Regions from separate parts of the Sus scrofa genome. Here region 1 is linked to region 2. Evidence: chromatin contacts called from public Hi-C data. All regions are on one chromosome and are shown on one strand. Each heading gives the region's core, a stretch centred on a gene start, on an enhancer-like site or on the middle of the called end of the contact. The rest is flanking DNA. Distances are from core to core; before and after follow the strand shown.

Region 1 (7,077 bases), core at 2,723-5,222, 150 kb after region 2:
CGTTAAAAAAAAATACTGTCCCATATCTCCCTGCAAAAGACCAAGTTAACTCTCATTGATTCCATTCCCTTTACACTCTATTTTCAACTACATAATAAAAATCACTTCTACATTCCACTTACTTTAGATCCCTCAGAAGGCAGCTACAAGAATAAAAACATACCTGATGCTATTGACCTGGCTCTGCCACTAACCTGTCCTATCACTGATCTTGGTAAATGTTACTCAGCTACTTTGGGTCTAACGTTTGTTATCTGTGAAATAAAAGGAGTTCCGAGAATTTTTTTTTTTTTTTCTTTTCAGGGCTGCACTCATGGCATATGGAGGTTCCCAGGCTAGGGGTCGAATCGGAACTACAGCTGCCGGCCTACACCACAGCCACAGCAATGCCAGATCTGAGCCATGTCTGAGACCTACACCACAGCTTACGGCAATGCCGGATCCTTAACCCACTGAGCAAGGCCAGGGATTGAACCTGCAACCTCATGGTTCCTAGTCGGATTCCTGAGCCACGACGGCAAATCTGAGTTTCCAGAATTTCTTTTAGGATCCTTCTAACTCTAAAATTATGCTTCTACTGTAAAAGTACTTGTTCCATTCTTGAAAACCGAAAAGAATGAACCAAACATCTCTCAATTCCACTGACCAAGATTTTACTTGCCTTTAAGCCCTCTTCGTATTTCTACAGCATTTGAACATTGTTGCTGTAACAGTAATAAACTACTGAATTTTTAAAATCTACCCAAAAAGAAGGGTCTAATAAACACAAAAATTATCAGAAACACAGTTTAAATATTGTTTAAAATCTATACTTCCAATGAGATAGTGATACTTTAACTAAACATGGATCCCTAAAAAGTACAAAGTCAAAATCGATTTAAAAAGGCAGGAGGAAGACAAAGTAATAAGAGTTCCTGAGAAAAGCAAAATTTTAGCAATAGAACATTCAAATTAGTTAATACGTATGCCAAATTCAACTTCCAAAAAAAGTCATAACAAATGGATATTCTAAACATATGCTCGTTCTATACTTGTGTGTCCATTTATTGTTAACAATATTTCTGATATTTAATCTATTTTCAAATGGAAGACGTACACGTAGTTATAACTTTTTAAAATCAGATTATCCATCACTAGAATTCAAGATTTTAATATTCTTAACATGAAAACAATAAAAATGAAAAGACCTATAAATTTTTTACTTAGCTTTATATTTTACAATTCATATTTCGACATCTCAAAACACTCAATATAACCTTAAGAAGCCATCAATAGGTACCTCACTTTATGTACAAGATTTAATAGAAAGCCCTAGTGCCCTATTCTTTCCAAAGGGGCAACAAATTACAGAATCCCAATTTGTTTTTAAAAAGTTAACTGTAGGAATACTCTAATTACTCACAACATTGTAAACATTTACTAGGCACTATACTAAATTCTAAGAGCAAAGTGGCAAGATTATTCCCTGAAAAACCTTTCACCAATTGCCCAAGGTAGAAACATTGTCAACATTGTTTATTCCCTCACCTCCCACCAAGTCTGACTGATTTTTAACTCTGAAATGTCTCTTGGATCATCCACTATCTCTATTCCCACTTCAAGAATAGCCCAACTTCAAGATTTCAACATCTATTCACCTAGACTACTGTTAAGAGTTCTTTAACTAGACTCCTTATCTCCAGCCTTGCCCTGTTCCAATCTAGCTCCAATGGTGAAAACTAAAATGTCTTCAGCATTTCCAAATGTCCCCTGGGGGTCAAAGATGCCTGCATCAGGTTGATCCTTCAATAAGAATAACAGTTTGTAAGGCTGTGGCCACAATCTATGCTCATGCAACAGAAAGCAAAAAAATTAACTTACATAAGGCTAAAACTTACAACGTTGACCTTAGGACCACCATTGCTTAAATTAAATAAACTGACTCCTTATAAAAAGAGATGCTAACGCTTTCTCTTAAAAACCCTTTGAATGTGTGGGCATTAATCATCACCTTACTTCCAGACTGAATTTTGAAAAGTCAGTACTTCTGTCAAAGTTTAAGCATACTATATACATATTTAAGCTTCTGGATATTAGAAAAATTTTAAAGTGCCTTTTGTGCTTAAATCGGTACCCTCAGAAGTTAATGAAAACCTTCCTAGGTAAATCACTGCCTACTTTTAAGTTGCAAGCTACTTTGAATAGTAGTCATAAATATTTCCAGGAAAAACTTTAAAAACTGTAAGAACTCTTATACTTGAAAAACGGTAAGATTAAAAAAGGTCACACACACACACCCGTTAATTTCCCATCATGCTTATGCCCCTAACAGAAATTATTCAAAGATACAGCCAAGATAGAACAATACTTTTCGCAGGGCGTAAAAGAGAAGACATAAAATACGTAAAAAGCATGGTAGGTGAAACTCTGAAAGGCCAGGCCTTGCAGAGCAGTAACACCACAGGCGGCTCAAGTGTGACCATTCCATCCCAAAGCTTACCTTCAGTCGTTTGATCATTTCGTCGGTGGTAATCTTGTCGGTGATCTCCTTTACCCCCGGAGGGTAAGCGATCTTCCCATCGGCACTCACGACGCCACAGAGGGCTGTGGCAGGCTTGGGCTGCGCGGTGAAGTCCATCCTGGGGGACAACTTTTCTTTCACAGTCCTCTACCGGCCTCTATCGGTCAGAAAACAAAAGTTCAGCGGGAAAGGGGCGACTTTGTAACCTCTTTTTTCATTTCAAAAATCTCTAATCTGCAAAGGGCCTTTTCTCCCGGGAGGCCGGGGACTCGGCGGCGGCCCCGCCACCCGCTCCTTCCCGGGGCCTGAACCTTGGCGGCCGCCGCGCCGCCCCCACCCACCCGGGCCCCGCCAACCCCGGGCTCCCGGGGATCCCTGGCACCGGCGGCCGCGGCCGCGGGAAGCGCCGAGCACCGCCAGGAGTTTCCCATTCCGCCGTTCACAATGAAATCCACCCCCGTGCATCGAGGTCCGAAGTTTGGCGGCCTTGAGAGCGTGCCGAGGCCTCCAAGGCCCCCGCTCGGTCAGAGACGAGCCTCGAGTCCCCGCCCGGCCGGTCCCCTCCGGGGAAGGAGACGCGAGGCCTATAGGGCTCGGCTTAGGCCGCAAAACTAGGGACCCAACCGGACCCGCACGCAACGGCGGCTCCTGGGAACGAACGCCCTCGCCGGGCCGAGCTCCGGGACCCCCGGCGTCCCCGCCACGCTCCCACCCCTCCCGGGTCCCGCTCCCCCCACCCCCACTGCCGGAGGGGAAAACAAGCCGCCCTCCACCCCGAACCCCAAGGCAGGAAGCGGCTGACGCGGCTCCGCACTTCACATTTTGTTCCTTCAACTTCGGCTGAGGGACCCTGGCGTCTTCTCTCGCCCCCGGCCACTCGGCACCGTCCGAAGCCGCCAAGGCCTTACCGGCAGCTCCGGGCAGCCCCGCCGGGCCTTGGTCCCGCGGCTCCCCCCCACCCCCCCGCTCCGGTCTCCCCTTCCGTCCCCTCCCTCCACCAGCCGAGGGCGGGAGCCCAGCCGCCGCCGCCTTTACCTCCTCCTCATGCGGGCGGAAGGTGCATCGAGCGCCCGGGCCTCTGTCAGGTGGTTGCGCCGCCGCCCCTCTTCGGGCTGCACACAAAGCGGCTCCGCGGGTCCCGCCGCCGCCGCCGCCGCCCGCCCCGGAGCGGCGCTGGGGCTGGCGGTGCCGAGGAGGAGCAGTCGCCGCGGGGGGAGACGCGGGGCGAGTGTGCGCTGGGCGGGGAGACACTGCCGCTCTCCGTCTGGCCGAGGAAGAGCAGCCTCGGAGAAGGCTCTTCTGGGAGCGTGTGCGCGGGTGTCCGCCCCGGACCCCCACGGCCCACCCGCGCGCCCCTCGCGCCGGCCGGGTCCGCCGACCCGGACCCGGACGCCCCTTGCAGCGGCGCGCGCCCGGCCGTCGGTGCTCCTGGCAGCCGGCGCCTCGCGCACAGTGGCCGGTCACGCGAGCTGTGCGAGAGCACGCGAGAGCAGGGCGCGCGCCTCGCTCCCTCCCCTTCCTCCGCCGGCCCGAGCCTCCGCCTCCCTCGGGCCCGAAGCGGCCGCGCGCGAGGCAGACAGCGCCACCATCCGGTTGGCGCCAAGACCTGCCGCGCCGAGCGCCTCGGGGAGCACCCGGCCCAGAAGCGAGCAGGGGAGGAGCCCGGGTGGCGGGAAGCGAACGCGGCCCCAGCGGCCCTCAGAGGGCACGCAGGACGAACAGAACTTTGCATTATGCCTCGGAGATGGGTTCCGACTTTTAGGGGTCATCCTGAGGGACGTGGAGGGAAATGGTTGAAAAACGGTTAACTACTGAATGAAAATGAATTGATTTCCTCCCTAGGGACGGAAGATCTGCAAACTAAGGAAAAGTTTTGCAACATGGCACGAGGGACGTGGTCATGATCCAGTGGGCTGCTCATTCTTGTGCCTTCTGACAGCCACCAGAGTTTGCCCTCCCCTCTTTAGATATCTAAAATTAGTATTTTGAAAGCTGCAAAATATACAAATAACTCTGAGTCGAGCAGTCCTCAAAGAATGGTCTGAAAGGTAGGTTTCTGGACTCCACTCCAAACTCTGAGACTGGAATCCAGAAATAAGAATGTTTATAAATTAGATGGATATTTCTTGTTAATATATGAACTCAAAGAATACCTTTTTCCTTCAGCCAAAGGAAAACCCAATGCAGTGGTGTTTGAGCAGTTTAATGTAAAATTTGAAGCAGATGAACCTCAGGAGCACGTAGGTAATTTCCAAAGATGAAGTTGTAAAAAGAACACATAATACGAAATAGCATACAGCTCCCTGACCACTACCATAGTTTACAGTGAAATGCATTTAAATTGTTCATTTAAATTATTCTTGATGGATATCTATTGGTCTTTTCTATATCCTTTGCTTGATCTTAACAATATCGTAGGTACAGCCATCACTGAATATTTTTCAGGTATTACACAAAGGAGCAAACATCTTGGAATCTAACACACCACGGTTGCTGATTTGCTAGAACTCTGCCCTAAAGTCACTACTCATGGATTAAGGATCTGGCATTGTCGCTGCAGTGACCCTGCAGCACAGGTTTAATCCCTAGCCTGGGAATTTTCACATGCCACAGGGACAGCCAAAAAAAAGCTCCCCCAAACCCCACAAAAGTCAGTGCTTTATTCCTGGGCATTTAGAGTAGCAGGCAAAAGCTATTTAAGATCATCTTCATCCCAACTATTAAACTGACCAAAACCTACACTCTTTACAGTAGAAAATTGACAGAACACTGTAAACCAATTATAATGGGAAAAAAAACAAAAATCATTTAAAAAACCCTACACTCTTTGTAGTCTCTTTCTCTCAACTTGTGATTTTTTAAAAATCCATCACATTTAAATAACTATGATGCTTTTTTTATTCTTGCTCTAAATAATTTACCCATTATTAAACTGGTTTTGTATATACTCATAGATTTTAATTTTATACAACCTATTAATTACTTTGTTAATACTGTTTGATTTTATAAACACTCAAAAGCCTCAAAAGCCCTAAAGATTATAACACATAAATACATTGAATTTATATAATTCTAAATTCATTCTAGATTAATTCCATTCTTAATTCTAAAATTCCTGTTTTTACGTAAATATTTGTTTCCACTTAGTAAATGAGAAGAGAACATTCTTTTGTGCAACAGTTATTTAAAGACGGCCTACTGTTAGAGTTCCCTCTGTGGCACAGCAGAAACAAATCTAACTAGGAACCATGAGGTTTCAGGTTCAATCACTGGCCTCTCTCAGTGGGTTAAGGATCCGGTGTTGCCATGAGCTGTGGTGTAGGTTGAAGACTCTATTTGGATCCTGCTTTACTGTGGCTGTGGCGTAGGCTGGCATCTGTAGCTCCAATTTGACCCCTAGCCTGGGAAACTCCATATGCCACAAGTGTGGCCCTAAAAAGCAAAGAAGAAAAGAAAGATGGCCCACTGTACAAGTCACTGTTTAGGATACTGAGAAAAAAAAAAAATCAATGGTAGGGGAATCCTCTTGTGGCACAACAGGCTAAAGATCCAGCATTGTCGCTGCAGTGGCTCACCCAGGTTGCTGTTACCTAGATGCCATCCCTGGCCCAGGCCTTGGCCCTGGAACTTCCACATGCAGCATGGGCCAGGCCAAAAAAAAAAAAAAAAAAAAAAAACAGAGTTCTGGGGGCACAAAAATCCTACCTGTTGTGGTAGAGTTTAATTTGTTTGGGGGGAGATAGGCAAAAAATAATAATGATAATAATAAAGTAGAGGAGAGAAGGGATGCAGATCACAGATAAGCTTTTAGGTCTTTGGCCTTTGGAAAGACGTTGGCATGTACTCAGAGATTTTGGGAGTATTTTAAAAAAAGAAGTGACATTATATGATTTATGTTCTATGAGCTAGGCAACCATGGACAAATTACTTAATCTTTCTGTGCCTCATTTTCCTTATCTGTAAATCAAGGATAATAGTTTCTATATCAGAGAGCCTTTATGAGGCATAAATTAGTTGATTTTGTAAAGTGCCTAGAATTTTAACTGGTACATACTAAGCTCTACATGATTTCTAAAATATATGTAAAATGAAGGAATCACTCTAGCTGCTGGGTTGAAAATAATGTAGAGATACAAATAGAGTAGTAGGGTTACCAAGTATAAGATGATGGCAAAAATCCCAAGGAAGGAATTCTGTTGTGGCACAGTGGGTTAAGGATCCAGTGTTGTCACTGCAGTGGCTCAGGTTCAATCCCTGACCCAGAAACATCCATGTGCCATGGGTGTGGCAAAAAAAAAAAAAAAAAAATCCCAAGAAAAGATGATAATAGGGATTGGGTAATAACAGTGAAAATGATGAAAAACTGTATTAAAAGAAGAGTCAAGAAAGCAAAATTTTAGACCGTGGTTTTAACCAGAGGGATGAAGTTACTACTAACTGGGATAGGGAGGACTATGCTTGAAACAGATTTAGAGTCAGGTTGTCTTTTAGAATCTAAGCTATTTAAAAGTTAATTTGACAGTTATGGAGCTCCTGCAATGGACAAGGCAGTGTACTAGGCACCGGGGAAATATTTA
Region 2 (6,684 bases), core at 1,980-4,479:
CCTCATAGTTCCTAGTGGGATTCGTTTCTGCTGTGCCAAGGTGGGAACTTGCCTAGTTTTGCTCTAATCTTTAATGTTTACTTCTTTTTGCCTTATATTTAGTTTGCTCATTTTTCATAAGGTGGAAGCTTCAATTCCTGATTTTAGGTATTTTTATTTTTTATTTTTTTGACTGCACTGCAGCATGGAAGTTTCCAAGCCAGGGATCGAATCCAGGCTACAGCCGTGACCTGTGCCACAGCTGTGGCAATGGCAGATCCTTAACCCACTGCACCATAGTGGGAACTCCCTTTTTTTTTATTCCTAGTGTAAGCACTTAGTGCGTATCTAAGAAAAAATATAAAGTACTGCTTTAGTTATATCTCACACATTTTACTATATTGTATTTTCATTTTTTCAGATTAAATCATTTAAAAAATTCTCTTGAGGAGTTTCCATTGTGATGCAGTGACTATTATCTATGAGGATGTGGGTTTGATCCCTGGACTTGCTCAGTGGGCTGAGGATCTGGCATTGTTGTGAACTGTGGTGTAGGTTGCAGATGCGGCTCGGATCCTGCTTTGCTGTGTGTGTGGCATAGGCCAGCAGCTGTAGCTCTGATTTGACCCCTAGCCTGGGAACTTCCATATGCCTTGGCCCTAAAAAGCAAAAGCAAAAAAAAAAAAAAAAAAGTTCACTGCAAAACATATTGTATATAAAATAGTACAGAAGAAAAAAGTGGAAAGTAGATTAAACATACAGATGTTATTAAAGCATATATCAAGAAACGGGCTCCTTGCTGCAATCCTTTTATCTGTAGCTGGTCATGAAGCAGTAGCTGACAGATACTACCATCGTGAATTCCTGATATCTATTCCAAATTCACATTCCATTTATTTGGTCTTTTTTTTTTTTTTTTTTTTTTAGGGCCGCACCCACAGCATGAGGACGTTCCCAGTCTAGGGGTCATAGCCACTAGTCAGGCTGGTTACTGCTGCGCCACAACAGGAACTCTGCAACTTTTATTTTTGAATCTTCTCCAAATTTATTATCAAAATTAATCTTTCTATATTAGTATTCAAGAAAGACTACACCGAAATTTGTCATCTAGCTTTACTCACAGCTGAGTGAAGAACACTTTTTAATTCTGAAAAGGACTGCATGAAGCAACAGGTAACAAATTGGACAGAAAGTCTTAAGGATAAGTATATCAGAAGTTCATAAAGTCCTATATCTCAGAATATTCAAGAAATTGCAATTCTGTCAGTGTCTTTGTTTTTCAGGATTGATTCTAGTGACTTCAATAGAAAAAAAATTCAAACACAAAATCCCCGAGTTGTCATATAGAGTGACTTAACTGCCCTAACTGAAGTTGAGTTTGTCTGATTATTTTAAATCTAAAAGCTTCGAGCTTCTGCCTTCTGCACAGAATGTGCAGAAAGCTTTGAAGAGGGTGGTTCCTAGCTTAGCAAGAAGAGGCAGAGAATCCAGAAAATCATAATTTCTCTTGAGCCTATCAGAAAACTGAAGTAACCAAATGGCCTGAAATCTAAAGAAAGCTGCCTGAGGCCCAGGGCACTTCTACGTGGTCCTCCAGGGGGCGCTCCTGAGGCAGCCTGGGTGCAGGTGGAGACCAGAGATGAGGCTTTCTTGGCAGTGCCGGCTGCGGGGAGCGGGGAGCTAGAGGCTGCCGCTGTAGAAAAGATCCAAGCCCTGCCTGCTCCACCTCCCCTGCATAACCAAAGCAGTAGCTTCTTGGGAAGGAGAGCAACCTTTCACCCCGGAGTACAGGTGAAGATCAAAGAGGTGGGGAAAGAAAAAGAAGAAATCCCTGTCCTGTGAGAAGGAGGAAGAAAACCATCCCGGTTCTCAGGATCACTGAGGAAGCCTCACGCTTACGTGTTTTTCTGTCAGCTGACCTGTTTTCTGGTGAGGCCTTTCTTTCTGGCTTATAGGTGGCCACCTTCTTGCTGTCCTTACGTGGCCTTTCCTCAGTCAGTGCAAGTGGAGAGAGAGTTTACAGGTTCTCTGGTGTTTTGTCTTATAAGGACATTAATTCTTTTTTCTTTTTTTTTTTGTCTTTTTAGGGCCGCTCCTGTGGCATATGGAGGTTCCCAGCTAGGAGTCGAATCGGAGCTGTAACACAGCAACACTAAATCCGAGCCTTGTCTACAGCTCACGGCAATGCTGGATCCTTAACCCACTCAGCAAGGCCAGGGATCGAACCTGAGTCCTCATGGATACTCATTATTTTCATTTCCGTTGAGCCATGATGGAACTCCCAGGAACTAATGCTGTCAGATCAAGGCCTCACCTTATGACCTCAAGTAATTGTCTCCTATTGTTTCCAGATACAGCCAAACAGTGGGTTGGGACTTAAATGCAAGAATTTTGGGGAAACAGTTCTGTCCATAGCAGATGATAATCTGATGAACTGTTTCACTGTGGTATTCATGGTCTGATAAAGTCCCATCCCTTAGTACCCGCTGGTTTTTTCACTGCTTTCTGCCCTAACCAGACCCAGGATCTAATCTAGTTTACTCCATTTCCCGGAGGGTTTGCTGCTGGCAACTACTTCCCGTACCAATTTATTAGACAGAAATCAATTCTAGCTAATTCAAGAAGAAAAGAAATTTATTAGTGCATGTTGAATAGCTCAGAGTCCCTGGAAGGGCCACAAAATTATTTAGGCTCAGAGGTTATAGAGCCAGAAGCAATGCCAAAAATAATATCATAGAACTGGTCCTGTGAAGATGTGGCCTCTACTGCCAGTGCCTGGGACACCCCAACCAGCCTGATAGCACCAATGCTGGCCATTGGCCATTGCTGCCCCCCATTTCCATGGAGTGGTCCCTGTTCTGTGGTGTCCTAATGCAGATCTCAAAGCAGGTATAGATGTTTGGTTGTCAATGCCTAGGTCCTATATCTGAGCCCTAGGTGCCAGGGAGCCTGAGAAAGCAAGAATTGGTGTTTCAGCTTCTAAGGAAGGCAGTGGGCTCTGCCTCATTGGGTGGCATTTGTAGAGGGGTTCCCCTAACACAAAAAGGGCATTCAGGATACCTGGAAAATGATAAAATTTTCTATTTAGATGTAGCCTCTTTGAGGCTGAACTATATGGGAATGTGAGGAAGTGGAAACTTTGTACCTGCGCAAGAAAGACTAATTAACGGAAGTGGGGTAGTTGGCCCAGAGCCTGGAGAACAGAACAAGCAAGAGCAGAAGTATTGGGTGTGTTTTGATTGCTTCCTCCGGATTTGCTGGTGGTCACTGGGGCTGCCAGTCTGCTGGAATGGTGACAATATCTGTGAGCAGGTGAGCACTCGCTACGGCCAGGCACTTTGTGAGATGCTTTCTATATTCTACCCTCATGACTATGAAGTCGTTATTATTTTACAGGTGGGAAAACTGAGTTGTGAAAGGGCCTATAAGATTTCTAAGATCTCGCAGTGCCAGGTATATCAGAATGAAAATGGATTCTGCAGGCAGTTGCAGCTATTTGAGGCTGATCATGAAGAGACCCAGCCAAGCATTTCCTGTAGAGCCTATGCTTCCCAGACCTCATTCAGCTCAGCTTGCCACAGAGACTTCCCAAGCAGAGAGAAGGAACTGATCATTCTGAACATGCTGGCCTCTGGTTTAGTGTTTTTGTTTTTTTTTTTTTGTCTTTTTAGGGCCGTACCCGTGGCATATGGAAGTTCCCAGGCTAGGGGGCAAATCAGAGCTGTGGCTGCCAGCCTACACCACAGCCACAGCAACACTGGATCCTAGCCACATCTTTGACCTACACTGCAGCTCATGGCAACACTTATCCGTAACCCACTGAGTGAGGCCAGGGACCAACCTGCATCCTTATGGACATCAGTTGGGTTCTTAACCTGCTGAGCCACAATGGGAACTCCTGGTTTACATAGTCTTTTGTGTCTTTGGTTAACAAGGCCAGTCCCATGGAGAAGACTGTTCCATGACCCTCCTAGCTGAAAAGGAGACTAACCCCAGCAAGTAACCCCCTGAGGAGTGGAGCTCACTGATGGGAAGGTAGCGTGCCTATAAACTCAATTATTGTTAATAATGGTGCTTTTGACATGATGTGGATTTAACAGTCTGGTACTTTAGTAGCTGCTAGAGTAGTTGCTGCTTTGTTTTGCACAGTTAAACATTTTTGGGGAAGATGTCTCATTTATCTTAAACTCTATCAAGGTACAACTTACATATAAAATACATTAAAACGTACAATTCAGTGATATTTGGGAAATTTACTGAGCTGTACAGTCATCACCGTGATCCAGTTTTAAAATATTTCCATCACTCCAGTAAGATCCCATGAGCCCATTAATTGTTGCTCTTACCCCCAGTCCCAGGCAATCACTACTCTGTCTCTCTAGATTCGGCTTCTCTACATAGTTCATGTAAACAGGATAGAGTATGTAGTTCTTTGTGTCTGCCCATTTTCACTTAGAATGTGTCTTAGCTTCATCTATTTTGTAGTATAATCAGTAGCTACTAGAAGGTATGAATGATCTAGTTTCTCCTCATCCTGTCATCGGGTATTATTACCATTTTTAATTATAGCCATTCTAATAGATGTGTAGTGATAGCTACCTGATTTTTTTTTTTTCCCCTTATTTTTGGCCACATTTGGAAGTTCTTGGGCCAGGGGATCAAATCTGAGCTGCATCTGCAGCCTATGCCAGTTTTGGCAATGCCAGATCTTTAACCTGCTGCACCACAGGCGGAACTCCATCTTTGCGTTTTTAATGTCAGCTCCTGCCACTGAGCCCAGTCTGTACAGAATGGTTAAAGCCCCAGCCCTTACATTTTCTTACTGGCTTCCACAGATCTGAACCTTGGACGGTGCTCCTTATGTATAACTAACCTCCAGTTCGTTGCTTTTGAAGCTTCTCTTGAAGAACTGATACAGTGCTGTTTTCTTTTTTTTCCCCAAAGCCCATACATCTCTTTAATCTATTTATTTGGCGAGCCTGAGGGATGGATTGAACCTGAACCACAGCGGTGACAATGCCAAATCCTTAACCACTAGGCCATCAGGGAACTCCTGCTGCTGTTTCTCAAGGGAATGCATGGTCTTTGCTAGAGAAAGCTGTAACTAGAGAATGAAGGGAGGGAAAGTGCCTTAAGTTGGAATCAGCACCGATTAAAAAACATCATTTGAGGAGTTCCCGTTGTGGCTCAGTGGGTCAAGAACCTGGCTAGCATCCATTTGATCCCTGTCTTGCTCAATGGGTTAAGGATCCGACATTGCCATGAGTTGTGATGTAGGTCGCATATGTGGCTTGGATCCTGCATTGCTGTGGCTCTGGTGTATTGGCTGGCAGCTGCAGCTCCAATTTGCCCCCTAGCCTGGGAACTTCCATATGCCACAGGTGCGGCCCTAAAAAAACTCCCAAAACATCGTTTGAAAAACACCCCAAAACTGAGGTTCTTATCACCAGCCTGGCTCAGGTTGCTTAGAAATGGTACCTTGAGAGTTCCTGTTGTGGCTCAGCAGGTTAAGAACCTAGGTAGTATCCATAAGGACGCGGGTTTGATCCTGGCCTTGCTCAGCGGGTTAAGGATCCGGCATTGCCATAAGCTGTGGCATAGGTTTCAGATGTGGCTTGGATCTGACGTGGCTGTGGTGTAGGCCAGGGGCTATGGCTCCGACTTAACCCCTAGCCTGAGAATTTCCATATGCCATGGGTGTGGCTGTAAAAAGACACACACGCGCGCACACACACACCACACACACACACACACACACACGCAAAGAGAAATGGTACCTTATACATGTTCCTGTTTGAAAGAAGTAGCTATTACTCTTATGGGAATGAAAAACTGGAGCTCTGGTTGGTTACACTGATCTTCACTGTCTTACTGTCACTGGTTTGTAGCAAACTTATAGGCAAAGCCATCATTTTTATTTAGGCGGGCTGCAATGCTCATTTTCAGACAGCTGGAGACTTGTTGGTGACCAGTGGTTTCTAATGACAGTTATTCTTGTAAATAAAGTAACTAAGGTAGTCCCTGATGGCCTAGTGTTGTCAGTACTGTGGCTTTGGGTTCAATCCCTGGCCTGGCCTGAGAACTTCCACAATGTCATGGGGACAATCAAAAAAAAAAAAAAAAAAAAAGTATCTAAATGTACAATGATAATCCCACTGAGGACAAAATACAGAACCAGAAATGATAGCTTCTCTTCTCTCATTCTGTTCACCTCATGTTCCAGATACAAATATGTAATCTGCTTGTTCTCAGTGAACTGGTTTTTGAACCAAATATGCATATCCAGAATTTGCGATAAAACAGGTATCCATGGATAGCATAAATAGAAGGCCACTTTTACAGTCTTAGGTTAAAAGACAATTCTAAAGTTTCCCAAATGTCTGTCAGAAGTTACCATCTATTACGCTCTCCCTCACTGTAAGCCACATCAGAGCATGTAGTCATGAAGTTTGAAGGTGGCATTTGATTCCTTACGAGGATGTGCAAACTCCAGACTCTAAAGAGAAAATAAGCAAAGACATTTTATCAGCCTGTGACATACCAGCGGATACATGAATATTCAGGTTTCCACACTACTGTATAATGCTGCATTTCTTGATTTTATTTGAAACAATGCATATTTTTAGCATTTTTATGGTAGGATTTTACACTTGTCATTTACACAAATTACAAGGTTCTGCTTCAAGTCTTTAAAAAATTTTTAAA

Evidence for each region. A called contact is a pair of places that touch in the nucleus more often than the background predicts.
Region 1: a Hi-C map of skeletal muscle shows a contact between it and region 2, with 6 times the contacts expected there. The contact joins the promoter of PDS5A here to the enhancer-like site in region 2. A contact is called at or near these places in 3 of 5 promoter capture datasets (fetal liver and liver), 13 of 47 Hi-C or Micro-C datasets (alveolar macrophages, blood, embryonic fibroblasts and 6 more) and 1 of 2 datasets of contacts at active chromatin or transcription factors (skeletal muscle).

What each region holds. Positions count from the first base shown.
Region 1 is chr8:31,130,359-31,137,435 of Sscrofa11.1, forward strand. It overlaps PDS5A (a long non-coding RNA gene), which reads right to left and starts at 3,973. Exons shown (of 33, transcript XR_002346613.1): 1 at 3,536-3,973; 2 at 2,480-2,657.
Region 2 is chr8:30,981,807-30,988,490 of Sscrofa11.1, forward strand. PDS5A (a long non-coding RNA gene) reads right to left here. Exons shown (of 33, transcript XR_002346613.1): 33 at 6,560-6,684. Among named protein-coding and RNA genes, the nearest start is that of UBE2K, 97 kb to the left of the region's middle. Within about 2 kb of position 3,230, at least 2 of the 83 cell types and tissues checked have an H3K27ac peak or open chromatin away from gene starts, as enhancers often do.